3 separate regions of the Anas platyrhynchos genome follow, and all the other regions are linked to region 1. Evidence: chromatin contacts called from public Hi-C data. All regions are on one chromosome and are shown on one strand. Each heading gives the region's core, a stretch centred on a gene start, on an enhancer-like site or on the middle of the called end of the contact. The rest is flanking DNA. Distances are from core to core; before and after follow the strand shown.

The links. A called contact is a pair of places that touch in the nucleus more often than the background predicts.
Region 2: a contact with region 1 is called in a Hi-C map of subcutaneous adipose tissue, with 2.3 times the contacts expected there. The contact joins the promoter of SLC41A1 here to the promoter of IKBKE in region 1. A contact is called at or near these places in 4 of 8 Hi-C or Micro-C datasets (F5 follicle, skeletal muscle and subcutaneous adipose tissue).
Region 3: a Hi-C map of subcutaneous adipose tissue shows a contact between it and region 1, with 2.8 times the contacts expected there. The contact joins the promoter of PM20D1 here to the promoter of IKBKE in region 1. A contact is called at or near these places in 2 of 8 Hi-C or Micro-C datasets (skeletal muscle and subcutaneous adipose tissue).

The regions. Positions count from the first base shown.
Region 1 is chr27:8,731,730-8,734,888 of IASCAAS_PekinDuck_T2T, forward strand. It overlaps IKBKE (inhibitor of nuclear factor kappa B kinase subunit epsilon), which reads right to left and starts at 1,509. Exons shown (of 21, transcript XM_072028510.1): 1 at 1,352-1,509.
Region 2 is chr27:8,933,630-8,936,788 of IASCAAS_PekinDuck_T2T, forward strand. SLC41A1 (solute carrier family 41 member 1) reads left to right here and starts at 1,504. Exons shown (of 12, transcript XM_038168277.2): 1 at 1,504-1,627; 2 at 2,037-2,181; 3 at 2,491-3,159. The coding sequence starts at 2,874.
Region 3 is chr27:8,916,394-8,919,552 of IASCAAS_PekinDuck_T2T, forward strand. PM20D1 (peptidase M20 domain containing 1) reads left to right here and starts at 1,556. Exons shown (of 13, transcript XM_027445086.3): 1 at 1,556-1,816. The coding sequence starts at 1,591. SLC26A9 (solute carrier family 26 member 9) reads left to right here. Exons shown (of 21, transcript XM_005011736.6): 21 at 1-1,098.

The DNA.
Region 1 (3,159 bases), core at 259-2,758:
CTCAGCAGCTCCCCGTCCCCGGCCTTTGAGCCTGCCCCAGGTGAAGCAGCCCCAAAGAAGCACAGAGAAGGCGAGAGGAAGCAGGTGCAGACAGAGCAAACAAGGCTGCCGCCCTCCCCAGCCGCAAACCCTTCCCCCATGTGTGTGAAGCACCAGATCCGGCCCGGCCCCAGCGCCCGCAAACACTGCCAGCGGCTGTCGGCAGCAAGCAAAGGGCAGAGGGGAGATTTTGGGGCATTCCCCAGCCCCGTCTGCTCCCGAGCTGCACCTTCGGCATTGCTCTCACCGTATTTCAGCGATCAAGGACATCGAGGACTTCTCATCTCAGCAGGGAAAACCAAGGGAGGCCGTGGCGGGGCTCAGCGTCACCGTCCCCACATGCACGGGGGCTCGGCCACGCAGCAGCAGCACCCGGCGTCCCCAGAGAGGGGCCAGAACCGGCCCCAGATGCTCAGATCCTGGCCCTGATGGGGAAAAAGGCGGCAGGGAGGGCACAGGGGGCACAGCCCAGGCCTGGAGCTGCTGGCTGAGGGGTGCAGGGTGCGGGATGTGGGGTGCTCAGGGCACCCTCCAGCTGCCTGCACACCCGGCTCGCTTTCCCTGCTCACTTTGTGCCTTGCAGTGCCCCCACCTCGCAGTGCCCCCACCTCGCCCTGCCCAGCCTCAGCGCCAGCAGCCCGGGTCCCTCCGTCAGGAATTTCTGTGGGCTCACAGGGCCGTGTCTGGGAGCTCTCCTGGCAGAACGGAGCCTGCATCTGTGTTTGAGTCTGCGAGCACGAGATGCACGCAAGGAGAGGATGCGACGCTTCACTGCCCTGCACACAAACTCCGTGCCCAACTCACTCGCTAATTACGGCCGAGCTTCGTTTCCCGGCCACGTGAGGGGCTGCCCGACAGAGCTCCTCGGCGTGGTGCTGAGCCAGCGGGGCCCGGCGGCGGCCATGGCAGCCGCAGAAGCGAGGCGCCGAGAGCAAAGCCACCTCGCTGCCGCTCCGCTAACGGGAAGAGAAAGGGACGGATGACTTCTCAAAGTCGTTTCCAGCCTTGTTTGCGATGGGCTGGGGACATTTCAGAGACCTTTCCCCTCACAGATAAAAACCACAACTCATTTCGCATCTCGGGCCTGCACCCAAACCGCGTGGATGGGAGCCGTTAAGGCCAGGGAGAGGCGAAGTGAAACCCGCCGAGGGAAATGCCGAAATTTCTCCCTGAGCTGCCCACGGGCACCCCGCGCCCCTCGCCTGCTCCCACCCCTCGCGGGACTCAGCTCCTCGCTGCAAAAAGAAACCGAAAGGGAGGCGTTAAGGCCATAACCCCCCCGCCCCCCAAGGTGTTCTCTCATGTTTCTGACCCGTACGTGTGGGTTCAGCTTTCACTGACAGTGAGCAGAGCTGGGCTGGCGGTGGGTAAAGGCAGGCAGGAAATAACCAAAATGCTTTATAACGCCCCAAAAGGATTATTGGCGGTTGTGCAGCAAGGCTGCTCGCAGGAAGGGAGTTGGGAAGGAAGGGTTTGAGCAGGAAGGGAGCTCGGGAGGAAGGGTTTGAGCCACCAGCGCCTGCTCCAGGCGGGGGCAGCAGAGCCCCACCGATGCTGCAGCCCCCGCACGGCTCCGGCCCCGCGGCCGGGGGGGGCCGGGGAGAGCCGCGCCCTCCCCGCAGCTGCAGCCCCGACCCCGCTCCCCCTTCTTGGGCTAAAGGTGGGGGGAAAGGAGACGATAGCAAGGGGGCAAGGGGTTACAGCATCCTCCTCTGCGCTGCTGGAGAACCACAGTCATTCGCTCCTATGGCAGCTCCGCTTCCCGGCTCGTGGTTATTAAAAAAAAAAGGCCAAAAAAAGCCCCCCCACCCCCCGCCCCCAGCCTGCCCCTTGCATCCCCTGGGAATCAAAAATCAAAGGGGGCTCAGGGAGGGGGCTCCTCCCTCCCGATCCGTTATCAACCAGGGACTGATCCCGGAGCCTCATGGGTGGCCCTGAACAGCCCCAAAATGTGGGGGGCTTGTGGCTGGAGGTGCCCGGGTGGGGGGCACGGGGCGAGCGGCTGCCCCCGGCCCTGCTGCTGCACCCCGGGAGTGGGGGGCTTGGTGGCCCCAGCCCACCTCCAGCACAACACATCTGGATTCAGCATCAGCAGGGCTGTAATTAATTAATCCCCTCAAACCTAAACAAAGGGAATCCAAAATTACAAGCCCCTGACACAGTTTCCGGGCCGTGTTCTGAAAAAGGCACACTGAAAAGTGGAGATGGGGGGAAAAAACGGTAATAATGTCGGTGACCCAATCCCTAATCTCGATTTTAAATCCTCTTTCCCAGAGAGGGTTTGAGGCCTGTCCTCTCCAGGAAAATGAGGAAGATTAAGCGTTTTGCAATCAGGTCATTGCAAGGCAAGTTCATGCTCTGCCGAATCCTGTTACGAGGTGTGTGGGGGCCAAAGAGGAGCAGGGCTGGAAGCACACAAACATTCCCCAGCTGCCCCCCGGCAAGCAGAGGTGCCCACCGCTGGGGAAGGAAGGAGCCTTGGGAGCCAGGGGCTGCAGACACCACCCACACCCATCCCTCGTGGCAGAAGGGAGCCCCCCTCGGCTGCAAAACTGCACCCAGCATCCCTGCCACTGGTGTTACTGGGGTGCGCTTTGGGCTCCGGTAACGGCAAGGCTCCTCGCCCACTTGATTCAGGGCTATGAATGGTGACGTGGACTGCTGGATCCTGCAGATTCTTCCTCACTTACCAGAGCCACGTTGCAGACCATGCAAAGCCCCGGGCTGGGGGGGCTGCAGGGAAGGCGCACGCAGGCGATGCTCAGCCCCGCTCCCACTCGCACGCACGCCGTACATCATTTACTGGCGCCCATAGGTCAGTATTTCCACCATACCCAAAACATTTATTTCTCCAAAACTATTGCTAATGACAATGGATACATTTTGTAGCCCCAGTATGGATTTAACATTTCCAACACATATACTCCTAATACTGTACAATACTGTACCAAAAGGAAAAAAAAAAAAAAAAAAAAAGGATGTACCTCCATATTGTACAGTTATATATACAAAGTACAATTTTACACAGTTTAATATATACACCATATATATATTGGTGTAGAAGACATGAAACAATGGAAACTGTTTTAGCAAGAACATTCCATCCCACCAAACAACTGC
Region 2 (3,159 bases), core at 254-2,753, 200 kb after region 1:
AACGCAGCTGCAAGAGGTGAGCATTTGGGCCTGTGAAAGGATGGTGGTGGGTTTTGTTTGCTTCCAGGCTGGTAAAACAGAACTCTGTGGCTCCCAGATCAGGACCAGATTAGGGTCAGCTTCTGATGTTGCCTGCCTTCCTGAACTGCTTTGCTCAGGACTGACCTCTGTAGGGGTAGGTCGTTATCCACAACTACTTGGTCTCAGTTTCTGTGTTGAGATTCCTGGTTACAAGAAGTTAAGAACTGGGTTCCCCTGGAGTCCTTGGTGAGAGGTGGCTGGGACTCGATTCAAATTGGCTTTAGGAGCTGACAGTGGTGGAGCTAGAACAGACAGCAAAGGGTCAGGACCTCTTAGGACACTCAAACTCTGTGATAGGTTTTTACTTTGAATGACTTTGGCCAAATCACTTTATTTTGCTCGATCCTTGTATGAAAAGGAGAAAATTATGCCAGGCACCTTTGGGCTTTCTAGGCCAAAACTGTGCTGTGTGACAGCTTGGCAGTGCTAAAGCCGTGTGGCTGCTGGAAAGCACACGGGCACGTGGTTCCATGACCTGCTGCAGCTCCGTGGTGAGTTGTTTCCTTTCCAAGGACTCGTTACCTTTGGTACCTGCTGCCCCGCAACTGGAAACCCATTTCCTGCCCTTTCATCCCCTGCCTTTCTGATCTCTGCGCGTCAGCTAGCTGCTGGGGATTTTATCTATTTCTGTTTTCTTGTCTCATGCGGCTTTTGTCTTCACGCTTCCACTTCCTGAGCGCGCAGCTGGCCGAGTGTTAATCAACAAGGTCACGTTTTGGTGGGCCTTGTTTTCATGGGGGTGGGGAAAGAACGGCTGCTCCGGGGGAGGTGTGGGTTTTCCAAGTCAGGAAGGAAAGATGAAGGCAGAAAGAGAGCCTCAGGGACCAGGTTTGTTTGGACAAAGGAAAGCAGAGGCTAGGGTTGGAGGCAGGATTTGGGGCTGCCCACTCCAGGGCTGTGGAACTGTGCTGCCGCTGTGGTTCAGACACCAGCTCTGGACGGCCCAAGTTCTCCTCTGTGTCTTTTTGTCAGTGCCTCATCAGGAGGTCGCCAGGGTTAAATTACTGCCAGTGCTCGTTATCCTTTGAGACAGGGGATTCAGTGGCCCTGGCAGCAGCCAGGTCCAAAACCCGGCGCCTTCCACCGGTTCCTGCAGCGCCGCTGCCTGCCCCAGGAGCGTTCCGCGGGGAGCCTCGTCCCGGAGCTTTTAGGGCCAGAGGAGACGCGCGGGCCCCGGCGGCTTCATCCCAGCCGCCCCCGGGCCGAGCCGAAAACCAGAGGGAGCCAGCGGGGGGGGGGCTGGGGGAGCCGCCCCCGGGCACTCGCAGCCCCCGCTTGGCGGGACAGCGCGCGCCGTGGCCCCGCCCACCAGAGCCCCGCCCACCTAAGCCCCGCCCCTCGCTCCCCGCCCCACCCCCCCGGGCGTTCCCTCCCCTCTGCGCGGGCAGCGGCGCCGGGAGGGGGGGGCGGTGCCGCGCGTGACGCCGCTCCCGCCCGGACCAATGGGGGCGGCGCGCGGCGCGCGGGGGCGGGGCCAGCAGTGGCGGGCGGTGATGTCAGGGCGCGCCGCGGCGCGGGAGCGGGAGCGGAGCGGAGCCGGCGGCGGGTGCGGGACGGGCACCGGGGGGGCGGGGGCACCGGGCGGGCCGGGGGACGCGGCACGGGGCAGTCCCGGCCCGGAGGGCTGAGCGCCGGGCTGGGCAGCGCAACCCGGGGCCGCCGCCGCTCCCCGGTTTTGGTAACCGGGGGCTGCTCGTCCCCGCTGCCCGGCGGTGCGCGGGGTTCCGCCGGGGCTGCGGCGGCCGGGCCGGGCCGGGCGGGGAGCTGCGGGCCGTGCCCGTTGTCCCCGGGGGGATTTCGGCCCCTGGCACCGCATCGCGGCCCCCCCCGGTGCCTGCCGGGGCTGCGAGAGGAGGCCCGGGCAGCGGCGCGGCTGCCGACGTGTCGTGTGCTGGACGGGGCGGTGTGCGCGGAGCCGCAGAGCCCAGCAGAGCGGTTTTTTCCCTGTGTTTCAGGTGACAGACGGGCTAATGCAGAGGGATGTCAGCTCCGAGGCTGTCCCGGTGCCAGCTCCTGCCCCGCAGCCTGCTCGGCGCAGTGACCCTGACTGGGGGCTCGCTGTTACTTTAAATAAGAGCTCCTCTCGCCTCGCGCTGTAAGGTGAGAAATCCTGCTGGAAGAGGAGGGCGGCTGCGGCACTTGGAGCTTGCTGGGTTTGCCGCCTGTTCTGGCAGCGAGCGCAGAACGGGCTGAAACGGAGCAGAGGCCCCCAGGAGCCTCCAGAGTCAAGTTCTGCAGAGGAAAACTAACAGAGCCCCGGCAGCAAGGAGAGCTCTTCTGGACTGGGGGAACATCAGCTCTGAAAGCCAGTCCCTCTTGTACCCACCCTCTGGTTCCTTTAAGCTTCCATTTTCTTCAGGGGTCTTTATTTCATCAGTTTTCCTCTCTGCCTTGTGTGCCCCGTCACAGCAGTCTGCTGGAAGAAGGCCTGGAGAAGGACGCGCTAAAGGGTCACGCGTCGAGGAAGAGGAGCCTGGATCCCACCTCGGTGGCTGCTGCCCCGCGCAGTGCTGGAGGGAAGGGGCCCTGCAGTGAGCCTGCTGTAGCTCCCGGCTCCTCCTGCGCTCTCTGCTAGCTCAGTTGTTGGTGTCCCCCTTTCCTGGACTTTGCTTGATGGGGATCTCTGCTGCGGGAGCAGTCTCTACACTCAAAGGCGGGCGAGCAGGGATAGCAGAGGTGGCCTCTAGATGCTGGAAGGGCCATTTGTGTAAGGCCCTGGCCGAAGATCTCTCCTGGAGCAGCTGCTGGCTGTAGGCCCACCGAGCCGAGGGTCAGGAGAGCCTCCCTGCAGGATGTCTTCCAAGCCGGAGCAGAAGGAGACCCACCAGGCCAACGGGGCCGTGCTCCCCACGGTGCCCATGAACTGCCTTGCCAGTCCAGACCGAGGGCAGCTGGTGGAGCCCTCGGATTTCCTGGGACCTGACGGTGTCGGGGTGGAAGTGGTGGTGCTGGAGTCCCGCGCCAACGCTAAAGGGGTGCGAGAAGAAGACGCCCTGCTGGAAAACGGCAGCCAAAGCAACGAAAGCGATGACACCAGCACAGACAGAGGTCCTGAGCCAGCCTCGCCGCTCAAGGAGA
Region 3 (3,159 bases), core at 306-2,805, 180 kb after region 1:
GCTGATGCGTTAACACATTGCTGGAAAGCTTTCTGGGGAGAGAAAGTGGAGCTTCCCTACAGCTCCCAAATGTCCCATTTTTAAGGAAAACAGAGCTTCATGAACCATCATAGCTAGACAACCGTTACAGGTAACAGCATCAGGACCCTGCCAGTTTGGTTTTATGTAACACCTCATTAACTAAGTCACCATTTCTCTACCTCAGTTTCTGATTATGTGGTGCAGGAGAGTAATAAAACCAAAGAAAGTTAGTTTCCCAAAAGAAAAACCCGCCTGCTAATAGTACTTATTTTGATCTGAGACAGCAGTGGTTCTTCCAGAACTGTGTTTTGTTGTACAAGTTAAAATTAAGGGCTGAATTATCTTAAACTATCTCTGAGGGTGACTACTTATGGTCTTTTTACTACTGCCTGAGCGCTTCTTTTATCTGCTCATTTAAAAAAGGCAACAAAGAAATTGATGCAATGGAAGAAGTTATTCTACAGTAAGTAATCAATATGTCTGTATCTCTGAGGTAGCATTGCTTTAAATGAGGAAAAATTCCAATTTCCCATTCCTCGTTCAGGGTTAGTAATAGGAAACCGATTTCTCAGGGCCTGCCAGACCTAACCCAGGAAGCCTCGGAGCAACAGACCACGTATAAAAACAGATTGTATTTTCTGAAGTTCCTGTAAGCTTAATGGGTGGAATGTCAAGAGAGATGGCTTGCAAGCAGCAGCACTGACTACACGCTTTGCGATCGCGATGGCCCAGGAGGAATGATGCCTCATTTCTGTAGCCATGGGCCAATTCTGGCAATAAATGTAACACCAGAGGACAGATGATATTCCTGGAGGCACAACCTAGCCAGCTCCAAGTCTTCATTTCCATGTGCCTGGACAAAAGAATTGGGGAAGCTCAAATTTATGCTGGGGTAGAAAATTTTAATTTCCAGTGTCCCTTTACTGCTCTTAAAATAACAGTTATGTTTCTGTGTAATGGCTCTGAAGCCTTACCTGATAAATGCATGATGTATAACCAGCTCAAAATGTTTGTAATTTATTTAATTTAATATTGGTTTTGTTCTTTTTTTGATAATAAAGAATGTGTGAACAATCACTTGCTTCTTCTGCTATTTGAGCACAGGCTTTCTGTGGCAGCTCCCAGCTGCATTTAAACCTTCAGGAATGCTTATGCCATGGAAAGATGGGATAGATCTTTATAATCAGTACAAGGCCACTGTACAGAAGGGTGGAACAACTTTCCTTGGTGAAACCAGGTGAGAAAACCAGGGGAGTACTTTGCTGCAACGAGATGGGTCTGTACACCAGGGAAAAGCTTCTGAAGACAACAACTGCTAAACCCAGGGCCATGTTGTGGGGGTTTTGAAACGAGGTGAATTGAACTCCATCAGGAGTTCCAATACCCGCCGCCATGCCACACACCCCGCGCCGCAGAACTACAACTCCCAAGCCACCTCGCGGCAAGCTCGGGGCGGGACAACCCCTCCCATTGGCCACCCTCCGGGACCGCAGCGTGCCGATTGGCCCGCGGCCACGCCCGTCCTCCCCTCAGCGAGGCGGGCGGCGGTGGGGCCGGAGTCCGCCGGTGATGGCGGGCGGCGGTGGCGACGGGTGGAGGAGGCGGCGGCGGGCGGCGGCCTGGGCCGTGGGGCTGGGGCTGTGCGGGGCCGTGCTGGTGCTGGTGGCCGCCGTCCTGCTCCGCGCCCACCTCCGGCCCTCCCCGGCTCTCCCCCGCCTGTGGGCGCGGCGCAGAGGCGGCGGCCCCGCCGCCTTCAGCGCGGGCGAGCGGCTGGAGCTGAAGGAGGCGCTGCGAGGTGAGGGGGCCCCGGCGGCTCCCGGCTGCCCCCCGCGGCCCGGCCCCGGGCAGGGGGTGGCGGTGCCGCCGCCCCGCGGTGCGCCGAGCTCGCCCCGGGGCCGGGGGGGGAAGCGGTGCCCGTGCTTGGGCCCTTCCCCCACCGCCGTGGTTTCTGCGGGGTTTCTGTGAGAAGTGCCTCGCATTTTCTCGGACGGGTTTTGCTGTGGAGCTGGTTTATTCGCGATTGCAGTGGCGAATAAAAAGCAGAAGCAGGCCGTCAGCTTGTGTGCCCAATTGCCCGGCGCTTGATTCCTCCCCTGGTGCCCTGCTGGCTCAGAACTGCAGGTTCACAGCCTACTCACACTTACTCCTATTCTATATACGGACAATTCTATTTCACCAACCATTAACTTCTCCTTTTATTTCCTTCTTTCATGACTAGAGGGCCCCCAATCTTTGTTCTTACTGATTCTGCACTGCTCGTCCTGGTTCTCTTAGCTCTCCTTACTTTGGGACAGTGGGACCTGCCTCTGCTCTGTTTAACATCCTCCCCACTGCCCTGCCTGCACGATCATTTTGAACACACAAGGTTAGTGGAAATTGGCACTGAAAAAACACCTTTATTGCAAAAACACAACCTTGTTTCTCACTCTTCCCCCTCGTGCCTGCCTCAGGCACTTCCTGGTGGCAATTGCTGGACATCTCCTTGTCTGCTGGAAAAATCAGTCTCTCTTTTTAATTATGGCCTCATTTACTTATGGCTCAGATCTTGCACACCCCTTCCCAGCACACAGCCCGTCTGTAACGTCACGGTGTGTCAGTGCTCCCCACCTTGCTTCCTTCTGCAGAAGCGTTTGAGGATATTCAGCTGGCCATTTGCTGAAAGCCACGGTCTGGCGTGAAAGGGATGGTCTTTGGCTGCTCAAGTAGGGGTTGGGTCCTGTCAACCTGGTGTGTTATTGATTTGGAAGATCTATTGCCTAGCAAATTCTGTTTATGTTTGTTTGTTTTTAATCAGAAAACGCAAGAGTACAAGAGGGATATTTACTTATTTTCGTTCTGCTTCTTGAGTAACACTGCCTTGAAAAGAATCCGTAACCACCCTTGACAGATACTCTTACGAAAGGCAAAGTTACAGCTGTGTTTGTAGGACAGTGGCTTGGTGCTGGAGAGCAGCCTTGTCTGGCCCTGGTTAAATGAGAGAGCAGGCTAGTGGGAGCAGCAGAAGACTTTTCTGTTTATGTATCCCAAGGGGTTAGAGCAGCATGAAAGAAGGCACTTACTATGGAAAATGAACCTTCAGCTCCCAACTAACCTACTTCTTTAGCTGCCGGGGTAATTTCTGACTGAGGGAGCAGTTCA